Linked DNA regions of Mus musculus: all the other regions are linked to region 1. Evidence: chromatin contacts called from public Hi-C and HiCAR-type data. All regions are on one chromosome and are shown on one strand. Each heading gives the region's core, a stretch centred on a gene start, on an enhancer-like site or on the middle of the called end of the contact. The rest is flanking DNA. Distances are from core to core; before and after follow the strand shown. Region 1 holds the start of Sdk1 (sidekick cell adhesion molecule 1). Region 2 overlaps Sdk1 (sidekick cell adhesion molecule 1). Region 3 overlaps Sdk1 (sidekick cell adhesion molecule 1).

Region 1 (3,384 bases), core at 239-2,738:
TAGAAATCCACATAGTTGGCAACAGAAATTTACAAATACCACCTTCCTCCACTCCTGCCAGAATCCACTTGTTCTCGGGGTGCCATCGCTGAGGGGACACTTCTTTTACCTAGCAACCATTGCCCATTTAGAAGCCCTGCCTCCCCCCGCACCCCCCCTCCCCCGCCCCAGAGAACAGTGAATATTTTAGATGCAGTTTTTATTCCTTTGCTTTTTCATAGCATGTGTAGGAAAGGGCAAAAGGCAGAGACTGGGTCTTCAGATAGAGCTCATAACCCACCAATTTTATCTGGGCGTCAGTTTCCCCACTTTTCCTTAACTGTTAACACAGGCAGATGTGTCAAGAGGCAGCTCAGTACAGGGACTCTGCAAACAGGAATTAGCGCTAACTCACGAGTCTCAGCCCCTTGCCTGGGGCTTTTTGTTAGCAGGGACAATCATCAATCACAAGTACTTGTAAGCTGACACAACACACTTCCTAGGGAGCCAGCCCCTGGCAGGGCACACTCGCTGTCTCTTTGGCCTTCTAGTCATATATGACCTCACTCAAACTCCATCACAAGCTCTCCGATAACTCCTAAAAACGCAAGACTGGACTGTTACCCGCCTCTCTCTCCAGTTTCCCTCTCACAAAAGTCCCAGCCTCTAGGCTCCAGCGTGCTTAGTTCACCCTATAAACTCAGCTAATGGTTACCACATGCTGCTGAGGGTCCGCGCCCATCCCGACCTCTCCACCCCTGCAGACTCCCCAGGCCCTGGGATGTCCGATCCTTGACGCTGCAGGTCCTTCCTCCAAATCCTCCCACGCACAGCGGGAAGTACCCTGTACTGTGGTCCTGCTGGCCACGCATGACCTTGGACACTTCTTCCAAAGCCATGTCCACTCCTCAGAATAGGTTGCGTCTTTGCGCCCCACGGTGCTTCTGATTGCTGGGAATTGAAAACTCGATCGCGCGCCTTTCTCCTTTGCAATGACAGCAACTTGGCTCGGAACCACCCCAGCATCAGAGTCCCTGGCTGGAAGCAGGAAGGCTCCCGGGACGCATGGAGGGGCGTGCCCACTGGCCCTCCGATCCCTAGTCCCTCGGGCTCAGTAGGGACTGCGGTGCCAGGGGGCCGCCACACCTGGTGTCGTCCCACCCGCGGGACGTGCAGCTCAGCCCCTGGGGTCTCCCGGCAAGGGAGCAGGCACCGCCCCGCCTGAGCACGCCCCGCAGACAAGCCCGCCGGGGAAGCGCGTGCCGAGACGGCGCGCCGGCTGCAATCCCCGCCGCGGGTCCCTAGGGGGCGCAGCGGGCGCGGGAAGTCGCTCTGGGCCCGGGCACGAAATTGCAAGCGGGCGGGCGCGGCGAGTTTGAAAACAAGCGAGCGCCGTGGGGGCGGGTCCCAGGCGCGAGAGCCGCCGGGCTCGGCCAATCAGATGCGGGTGGCGGGCGCGGGCGGCGCGTGCGGCCGGGCTGTGAATGGGGCGCGGCGGTCGCGGCGGCCGAGGCGAGAGCCGGCGCGCGGGCGGGCGCACTTTCTCCTCAGCGCCGGGCGGGGGCGGCGGCGGCAGAGGCGGCGGCAGAGGCGTTCTGCTCAGCTCCCCTCACAGAGCGCTGCGGGGCCGGCGCTGTGCGGCTGCGAGGAGCGGGGGCGACGTGCTGGGCATTTCCTCGCTCGCTGACAACTTCTCCTCGACCCGGCTCGCTGCTCATCGGAGCCCGGACGCCGCCCCTCGGCGCTCGCCGCTGCCTCAGCGGGTCTGCGCGCTCCCGCCCGCCCTGCCCGTCCCGCGGCGCCCGGGGGTGGCGGCTCCGCGGCATGGCCCGCGCCCGGCCCTCGGTGGCGGGCGGCGGAGTCGCGGCGCCCCCTGAGCGAGCGGGGCCCGGGCGGCCGCGGAGGAGCCGGACCGGTCACCACTGCGACCCCGAGTGCCCAGGGCTGCGCGCAGCGCCCAGGACCCCCGGGCCGGGCGCGGGCCGGCGGGCGGCAAAGTTGAGGCCGGGCCGCGGGTGGTGGGCGCTGCTGTTGCTCCAGCTGCACTTGCTGCGGGCGCTGGCGCAAGGTAGGTGCGGGCCTGACCGCCGAGACACCCCCGAGGTGGACTTTGTGGGTGCCTCCCGGGGTGGGCTTTAGGGGTGCGCAGTCCCGGGGTGGACTCCTGAAGCGCGCGCCGCCAGAGGTGACACCCCAGGGGTGGACTTTGTGGGCTCCACCTGGTCTGTATTATGAGTGGACATCTCTGAGGTGACTTTGCAAGTGGACACCTATGGGCTGGGCTTCAGGGGTGCACAATCTTGGGGTGACAACCCGCAGTGTACTTTGTGGGTGCTACCTGGGATAGACTATGTTGTGAGTGGGTATATCTGGGCTGAGTTTCAGGGCTGTGTAGTCTTAGGGTCACACCTTTGGGATGTACTATATGAGTGGAAACCCCTGAGGTGACTTTGCAAGTAATATACTTCTGGGCTGAGGTTTAGGGGTACACAATCTTGGGTGACACCTTTGGGTGAATTTTGTGGGCACCACTTGGTATGCATTATGACTGGACATCTCTGAGGTGACTTTGCAAGTGGACACCTATGAGCTGAGCTTGAGGGGTGACACCCTGTGGTATACTTTGTGGGCACCATCTGGGATGGGCTATGTTATGAGTGGATACCTTTGGACTGAGTTTCAGGGCTGCAAAGTCTTGGGGTGACACCTTTGGGGTGAACTATATTAGGGGTGGACATCACTGAGGTGACTTTGCAGGTAGATACCTCAGGGCTGAGCTATAGAGAGTTACACAGTCTTGGGGTGACACCTCTGGGGTGAACTATGGATGCATACCCCTTGGCTGGGCTGTGGAGGTGCACACTGGAGTCTTGGAGTGGGCATCACCTGGGATAGACTGTATTAGGATTGAACATCCCTGGGGTGGACTTTAGAGATGGACACATCTGGGCTAGGCCTTGGGAGCATGAAATTTTAGAATTCACACTCCTGGGATAGACTGAGTGATCATTTCCTAGATTATATGAATACACATGGTGGATTTTAAGGTTGACACTCCTGTGGGGGTATATTCAGCTTTGAGTGGGCTAGGGATAGATATCTTTGGGGTGTACATTGGGGATGGATAGATAGTATTGGAGTAGACAACCCTGAGCGGATCCCTGGGTGCTCACACTTTGGATGGATTCTATAGATGAGTGCTGTATTGAATGAGCATCTTTGGGGTGGACTCTTGGGGTGCGCGCCACCTGGGGTGGATTCCCTGAGGTAGACTTTGTGGTTGTGGCATGGAGTCACCTCGGGGTTGTGGGTGCTCCTCGGCGCAGTGCTTGGAACTTGGCGAGCATTTAGGGCTCCCTACTCTCTGAATCACCTGGCCAGGACTGCGGGTCGCTAGGTCTGGAG
Region 2 (3,108 bases), core at 416-2,915, 220 kb after region 1:
CCTGATTGAAATGATTTGGAAATAGAACAATTATGTTCTGAGTGACAGCCTAAGGGATCAGCTTGTGCATGAAATGCTTTAATGCATGGGATTTTGGCATCAGTTTAGGTGACCCAGAAACATGTTTTTGTTCTGTGTCCCTGGGCCTCATGTGTTACTGAGACAGAACGGTGAGTAGCTGAGGTACCAGGGCAGGCTGTTTGATGGCATGTGCTTTTCTGAGTCATGTCAGTGAATCCATAGGTATGTTTTTAGTTCATGAACTTGTCCTATGATCCTTCTGGCTACTGAAGTAAAGGGTCCTCATCTGTCCTCCCTCCCTCCCTCCCTCCCTCCCTCCCTCCCTCCCTCCTTCCCTCCCTTTCTTCTCCATGTCTTCTTCTTTGGATATAACACAGTAGCTCAGGCTGGCTTCAGACTCCTGGTTTTCCTCCTGCCTCAGGCTCCTTCCTGAGTGCCAGGATTATAGATCCAAGCCATGATCACTTCAAGCTCCTTTCTTGTTGAAATGGCAGCAGTCATCTGAGCTTTGTGGTTATGGCGAATGATGTATATGCTCTCAGGAGGAAAACAGAGACCCGAGACCTGATAAGTCCTTCCTGCTTTGTACACTCTCCAAGATTCACACCAGCTACTGTTTGTAGTAGACAGTGTGAAGTTTAAAGTGTTTTGAAACTGTTGGATTATTCCGTTTATTCCCACTTACTGTTTTACAGATCTGAGGGGTTTATTCTGTGTAACTTGTTATGTTTACTGTGAGAGAGATGGGAAACCCTTTCACAGAAATTCCATGCTACATAAACCCATTGCCATTTGGTCTCTATTGCTAATGATGCACACCTTATAATTGGGGTTTAATTAGTTACTACTATTAAATAAAGCTATGTGGTGACAATTTCAGTCTACTAAGAGATCATTAACTGAGGACTGCTTTGGAGAACTTTGACACTCGTTGTTTTAGTGAAGTCACTCTTACCTCCACAACATCTTTTAAAAGATGATTTAATTTTAATAGTGCTCTGTCTAAGTATGAAAGTTGGGTTTATGTACATTTTAGCTATCTTTTTGTAAGTATGTACCTGTATTCCTGACAAATGTGAGAAATTATTATTACAATTAGAAACGTAGAAATGTAGTATTAGACCCAGTATTAGACCCTTTTTACCTTTTGCATGACCTTGAGGACGGCAACTTGTCTCTCAGCATCCTTTGTCTGCCTGTGAAACCCACGTAAAAATGTTCATCCCGATCCAGTCAAATCATCCTGATGTAGCGAGGCTTAATGAAGTGTCTGCAAAATATCTTGTTCTTCCTCCAGTTGGAATTACCTCTGTAGATGGTGGGATCATTAATATCACCCCGCTGTTGTCAGCCTAGTGGACTCCAGAACGGTGCCATTGTTACATCTAATGCTTTGGCTTTCTTTTCATTAAAATTACATGAAATATTGGCATGCTTGCCACAATCTTGTCCTCCTCTGCAAGTGGCAAATGACTATTAAACAAAATATTTAAATTTCATGTACTTATGATGTTCTTAAAAAATTTATCAGCCCCAGGGAAAAAGGAGGTGGAAAAAGTTGTTCACCGTGAGTCAGGGTTCTGACAGAACTGTTTGGGAGAATGCAATTATTTGGTTTACAACATTCCTAATATTTCAACACGAGTCCTTTCCCGTCAGCAGTAACGCTTGAATCCTGTGGAAGCCAGTGAGCAATAGTAACTGTCCACAGATTTAACTAGGAAACTAAGTGCATTAACACTGCTGATCAGAGAGTGACGTCCTTTGTAATAAAAGTTTCAAACAGTACAGGAGTGATACACTGAAGGTCACAAAATACTGTAGGAAGCAGGAAACACATGGAAAGACACGAGGTGGTTGTGTCTTAAAAGACAGTGTCTGCATGTTAAACACAGATCATATCAAAACTTTGGCTGGCTCGGCTGAAGAATTTGACATGTTTATTCTGATGCCCATTGAGCAACCCAAGGGACCCCACCCCTGAAATACATAAGCAATCAAATAAAACCAACCTTGAATGATCTTGGGAAGGCTCAAAATTGGAGGGTTCACACTCTGGTTTTAAACTCCTGTCTGAACTGCAGTTCCAGGGCTGCCCTGCAGATGCTGTAAAGAAAGGCAAGGAGCAGAGGGATGGGAAGCAGCCTTCGTATTTCCTCAAAAGCAGTAAGGTGAGGTAGGAAAATAGTGTTCTGTGCATCATGTTGCACAACTGAACATGCACAGGGCAAGGCAGGTAGGACCCCAGCTCTCAACCAACACACAAAAATGAACTCTCTTAAAGAAAATCAGTGTGTGCCTTTGGAACTTGGGTCAAGCAAAGGCAATCATGTGTGAGGTATTCTCTTACCTCACTCATGAACAAGCATCTTAAAAAGAATGCCATAGGTCTTCAAAATAATTGGGATAATGACACCATGTGACCTTGAAGTTCTACTCATAGGTATGTATAAGCCTATCCATGGAGAATCACAAATTCCATTTACATTGTTCATCAAAATGTAAGATTTTTTATTGCTAAAGATCTAAGTCAGTGATAGAGCACTAGGCTATCATGCCTGGGGCCCTGAGTTCTACCCCCAGCAGTGGAAAAATGTTTCTGAAAAACAAAACAAAACATTAAACTAATTGTCTGCTGATGAATGAATAACCAAAATACGACATAGTCAGTATTTGAATATTATTTTGCAACAATAATGAACAAAACCCTAGTACATATTTACATATTGCATAATACATGTTATATATTTACATATTACATATTATAACTTGAAAGACCCCTGGAAACAAGCTTAGTGGAAGAAGAGGAACGACGGCTCATAGAGTCATGGTTCCATTTTCATGAGAGGTTCAGAGCAGACCACTGTGGATAAAGGGAAAGATGAGCAAGCTGTACAAGGAGAAAGTACACCAGCGGCTGCTGAGGGCCACTGAGAGCAGTGGCCAGTGCTAGTGAACATGGAATACTTTGTGCAGAGATGAAACTTTCCAAAATCAAATTGTGACGGTGGCACAGCTCAATTTAAGACTGTGTAGTTTAAATAGATAATTAATGTGGCACAGGACATATACCTAGCTTTTTTTTTA
Region 3 (3,619 bases), core at 272-2,771, 250 kb after region 1:
ATAAATAGGACAACTAATACAGATTATTTTAGGCCATTTCTTCAAGTTTTCTTAGTTTTGAGTGGGGAGAGAGGTCTATAACTAGCTATAAGCAATGACCTTCACATCACTGGAATACAAAGTCTGAGAAAACAATCAGTTGTCATTATAATATCTAGGATGGCCTGATTTCACTACAACAAGGCCTGTATAGGTATCTATTATATCATCTCAAAAATAGCAAGAGTTTATATGTATATATTTAAAAACAAACTATATAGTTTTAGAAATCACTTCTTTGAATCTGTCATGGGGCAAAAATTAGGTATTTCTTATGCAAGAATATTTTCTATGGATCCTTCACAGATGTCTACCACCTGAGTTGTTGAGTTTTTATTGTCTATTTGACACAGCCTAGAGTGAGGCAGGAAGAAGGAACTCTAATTAAGGAATTGCTTAGGTAAGATTGTCCTGAGGCCATGTCTGTGAGAGAATTGCCTTGGTTGATTGATAGAGAAGAACCCAGTACCACCTGTGTGTGATCTGGGTTGTACGAGAAAGAGCTGAATACGAGCCACTGAGGGAGTAGCAGGCAACATTCATCCATGGGTTCTGTTCTGAGCACTTTCCTAAGTTCCTGCCTGACTTGGTGATGGATTGTGACCTGGAAGTGTACGCTGAATAAATCCTGTCCTCCCCACATTGCTTTTGCTCAGAATGTTTTATCACAGCAATGGAAGGAAACTGGACACCACCCTCTGCTTAAACATTTGTCACTGTCTCATTGACTACATGAGTGCAAACCTTTAAGCTTTTGATATTACTAAAAGAAAATTTATATCATTAGTTTATAAGAGATATTTACTGGTGGCTGGTGGAAAGGGTTTAACACAAAAGTTAGAAAGGATAAAGAGAATCATGTTTTATAAAGAAAAATGGTGTGAATAGAATCAACAAAAGGAAGAAAACTATTTGTTATTTGTGATATTAGCAATGCAGTGTTTTCAAAAGCTGCACATAACAGTAAACCATGTATTTTAAAATTATTTTCAATATCAAGTCACAGTATGATGAAGAAATAAGAAGAAATGATGTCACCAAGGTGGCTAAATTCACACATGGGACTTCAGCACTCATCCCCCTCCTGGAGAGCTCTGAGGGAGTCTGAAATTATGTCTGTGGACCAATTTGTACGATGGCGTGGTTTGTGAGAGCTGATAATTCACCTTATTATATCTCTGTATAAAAACAGAGTAGAGTGCCCTCCAGAAGGCCAGCCAGTATCCTTAGACTATGTTGTGTAATGAAAAGTCCTTATTGTATAGTTGATCATCTCTGATGAATTTTCATTGCTTTGAGATAATTTGAGTGATGTTTATAATTATGTTTTCAAGCATTTTACGAAAATAACTGCCTCATGTTCCAGCAAATGATTCATTCATTTGCTCTGAGCTTTGATTGACGGGGCCTATACTCTGAGTATCCGATCTATTCCCCATTGCCAGGGTGATGCAGTGACTTCCTGTGAGGAGTTTTCAATTGAGGCTAAAGGTCAATCATTGCATCAGTCTCCATTTGGAGCTGAATCATTCCAAGCCTCTCTGGGCCTGATCTTAACCAGTGCCTGATGTTCGTGCTTTCCTATGAAACCTCTGTTTGCTCTCAGCTTTAAGTTGAAATGCTCATGGATATTTTGACTTTTTAAGGATATTGAGAAATGTGATGGAAGTCAAGGCATGTATATATTTGTGTGGGTGCACATGTATGTACCATGTAGAGGCCAGAGGTCAGCCATGTGTATCAGTCCTCAGTAAGAGCTGTCCACCTTGATTATTTGAGACAGAGTCCTTCATGAAAGGCTTAGAATTTGCCAGGTAGGCTATACTGAGTGGCCAGCGAGCCCAGGGGTCCACAGTCCAGGGCTTATAAGCACAGGCCAACACACCCAAGACTTTGTATCAAGTCTGGCCTTTGAACTCAGATCCTCTTTCTTCTGTGGCAAACACTTCACTGACTGGGTTGGAGCAGCCCCCGAGTTTAGGTTTGTTGTTGTTGTTTTAGGTTTTAAAGTAGACATTTAGAATACTTAATTGGAGATGAATTCACTGGTTTTTTTTTTCTTTAAACTTTAAGAAAGAAAGAAGGAAAGAAAAAGAAAGAAAGAAAGAAAGAAAGAAAGAAAGAAAGAGAGAAAGAAAGAAAGAAAGAAAGAAAGAGAGAGAGAAAGAGAGAGAGAGAGAGAGAGAGAGAGAGAGAGAGAAAGAACGAATGAACGAACACTGGAACTTCAGAGTTCCAGTTAGTACTGTCTTTGACTTGCTCGTTGGCTCCTATAACTTCACAGCCTTATTCCTAGTCTAGCTAGGAAGTAATTTCAGGTGGTTAGAATATATTGCCTATTAAGTCGTTGTATGGGTAGTGATTTTAGTGGTTCAACATTTGCTATCACCCATGCTATTTCCTCTCTCACTGCTATAGAGATGCAATTGTTTCTGTTGTTTATTTTGGGTTCCTCCCACTGACACAGTGGTAGTTTGTAAAAGTCACGTGGGCAAAATTATTCTTGCCTAAGGGCATTTTTGGATGATCTTGTTGTATATAACTGAACTTTGTAAAGCACTGGGATTAATATACAAGCTAGACATTCTTGTTGAAGATTTGTTTACTTTTGGTGTGTGTGTGTGTGTGAATGCCTTTGTGTAGTTCCATGCATCATGTGCATACTGGTGTCCATGGAGGTCAGAAGGCACTGGAGCCTCTGGAACTCAGGGTTTAGGCAGTTGTGGGCTACCACCTAGGTGCTAGGAATTGCACCTCTGCACGAGCAGAGACATCTGTCCTGAGGTCGGACAGTCTTGATCTGGAGGTATTTGGAGTAGAGATCCTCTGCCAGGACCGTCCATGGAAATGGTCCAAAACACAAATTCACAACAGAAAGAAAAGAGCCTCTGACCCTGGATGCTCTGCATGAGAACCCTGGCCCGTGTGTGCCGCTCACAGCTGAAAGTTTGCGGCTCCCCTGACTGAGATGTCTGGAAGTTAAGCACGTCTTTGTCTTACACCTGATTCACTTATTTGTGCTAACACAGCACATGCAGTAACACCCCATTTATCTGGTCATTTCCCAGAATCCAATGGGATTTTCCAGGTAACTGATCATAAATTAGTTTTCCAAGTAACTGAATCTCACAGCTTCAAGGACTGAACTCTTTCTGGTGTTGCCGTAAGGGCAGAAACTTTCAGTGAGTACGTATGTACTTTTCTCCCCTTTACTTTCCTATGGTTTTGTAACCAGAGACTACCTTACGTGGTTTGGCTTCCTTTCTGATGCTTCGGGGTGACTGCTTTTAACCTGGCACCCTGGTTCACTTCCTTATCTTTAAGTTCCTGGTAGACTGGCAGTTGTCTCCAAATCCAGGAGCATTTCTTTCTCTAGAAGTTTCTGGATCTTACTCTCCATGGCTCCTTGGGAATTGTGGGTGATGCTAAATAGAGCCGAGGAAGGCAGGAAGTGTGTTCATGCTCCTTTAGTGGTATTTGTGTTGGACCTTCACATGGCCACATATTGTTCCTGACTTGGAACTGTATGCCACTGACTCCTGGGATGTCCCAGTCCCTTCATCACTGACCACAGGTTAAC

The links. Hi-C and Micro-C count contacts between places; a contact is called where the count stands out from the background. HiCAR-type assays count read pairs that join an accessible place to other places.
Region 2: a Hi-C map of adipose-derived mesenchymal stem cells shows a contact between it and region 1, with 2.9 times the contacts expected there. The contact joins the enhancer-like site here to the promoter of Sdk1 in region 1. A contact is called at or near these places in 3 of 39 promoter capture datasets (frontonasal cranial neural crest, hippocampal neurons and trophoblast stem cells), 1 of 484 Hi-C or Micro-C datasets (adipose-derived mesenchymal stem cells), 3 of 115 datasets of contacts at active chromatin or transcription factors (embryonic forebrain, forebrain and stem cell-derived neural progenitor cells) and 2 of 9 other capture datasets (adipose tissue and pancreatic islet).
Region 3: a contact with region 1 is called in a HiCAR-type map of fibro-adipogenic progenitors, with 4 times the contacts expected there. The contact joins the enhancer-like site here to the promoter of Sdk1 in region 1. A contact is called at or near these places in 9 of 39 promoter capture datasets (cranial neural crest, embryonic stem cells, epiblast stem cells and 4 more), 4 of 484 Hi-C or Micro-C datasets (cortical neurons, liver and nephron progenitors), 7 of 115 datasets of contacts at active chromatin or transcription factors (a beta-TC-6 cell line, craniofacial prominence, embryonic forebrain and 4 more) and 1 of 9 other capture datasets (embryonic stem cells).

Annotation. Positions count from the first base shown.
Region 1 is chr5:141,240,046-141,243,429 of GRCm38.p6, forward strand. It overlaps Sdk1 (sidekick cell adhesion molecule 1), which reads left to right and starts at 1,489. Exons shown (of 45, transcript NM_177879.5): 1 at 1,489-2,047. The coding sequence starts at 1,804.
Region 2 is chr5:141,461,491-141,464,598 of GRCm38.p6, forward strand. All of the region lies in intron 1 of Sdk1 (sidekick cell adhesion molecule 1), which reads left to right. Among named protein-coding and RNA genes, the nearest start is that of Gm16035, 82 kb to the left of the region's middle. Within about 2 kb of position 1,666, at least 7 of the 459 cell types and tissues checked have an H3K27ac peak or open chromatin away from gene starts, as enhancers often do. A contact at or near this core is called in adipose-derived mesenchymal stem cells, where this site is marked.
Region 3 is chr5:141,494,995-141,498,613 of GRCm38.p6, forward strand. The region is part of intron 1 of Sdk1 (sidekick cell adhesion molecule 1); the gene reads left to right. Among named protein-coding and RNA genes, the nearest start is that of Gm24131, 69 kb to the right of the region's middle. Within about 2 kb of position 1,522, at least 10 of the 459 cell types and tissues checked have an H3K27ac peak or open chromatin away from gene starts, as enhancers often do. A contact at or near this core is called in fibro-adipogenic progenitors, where this site is marked.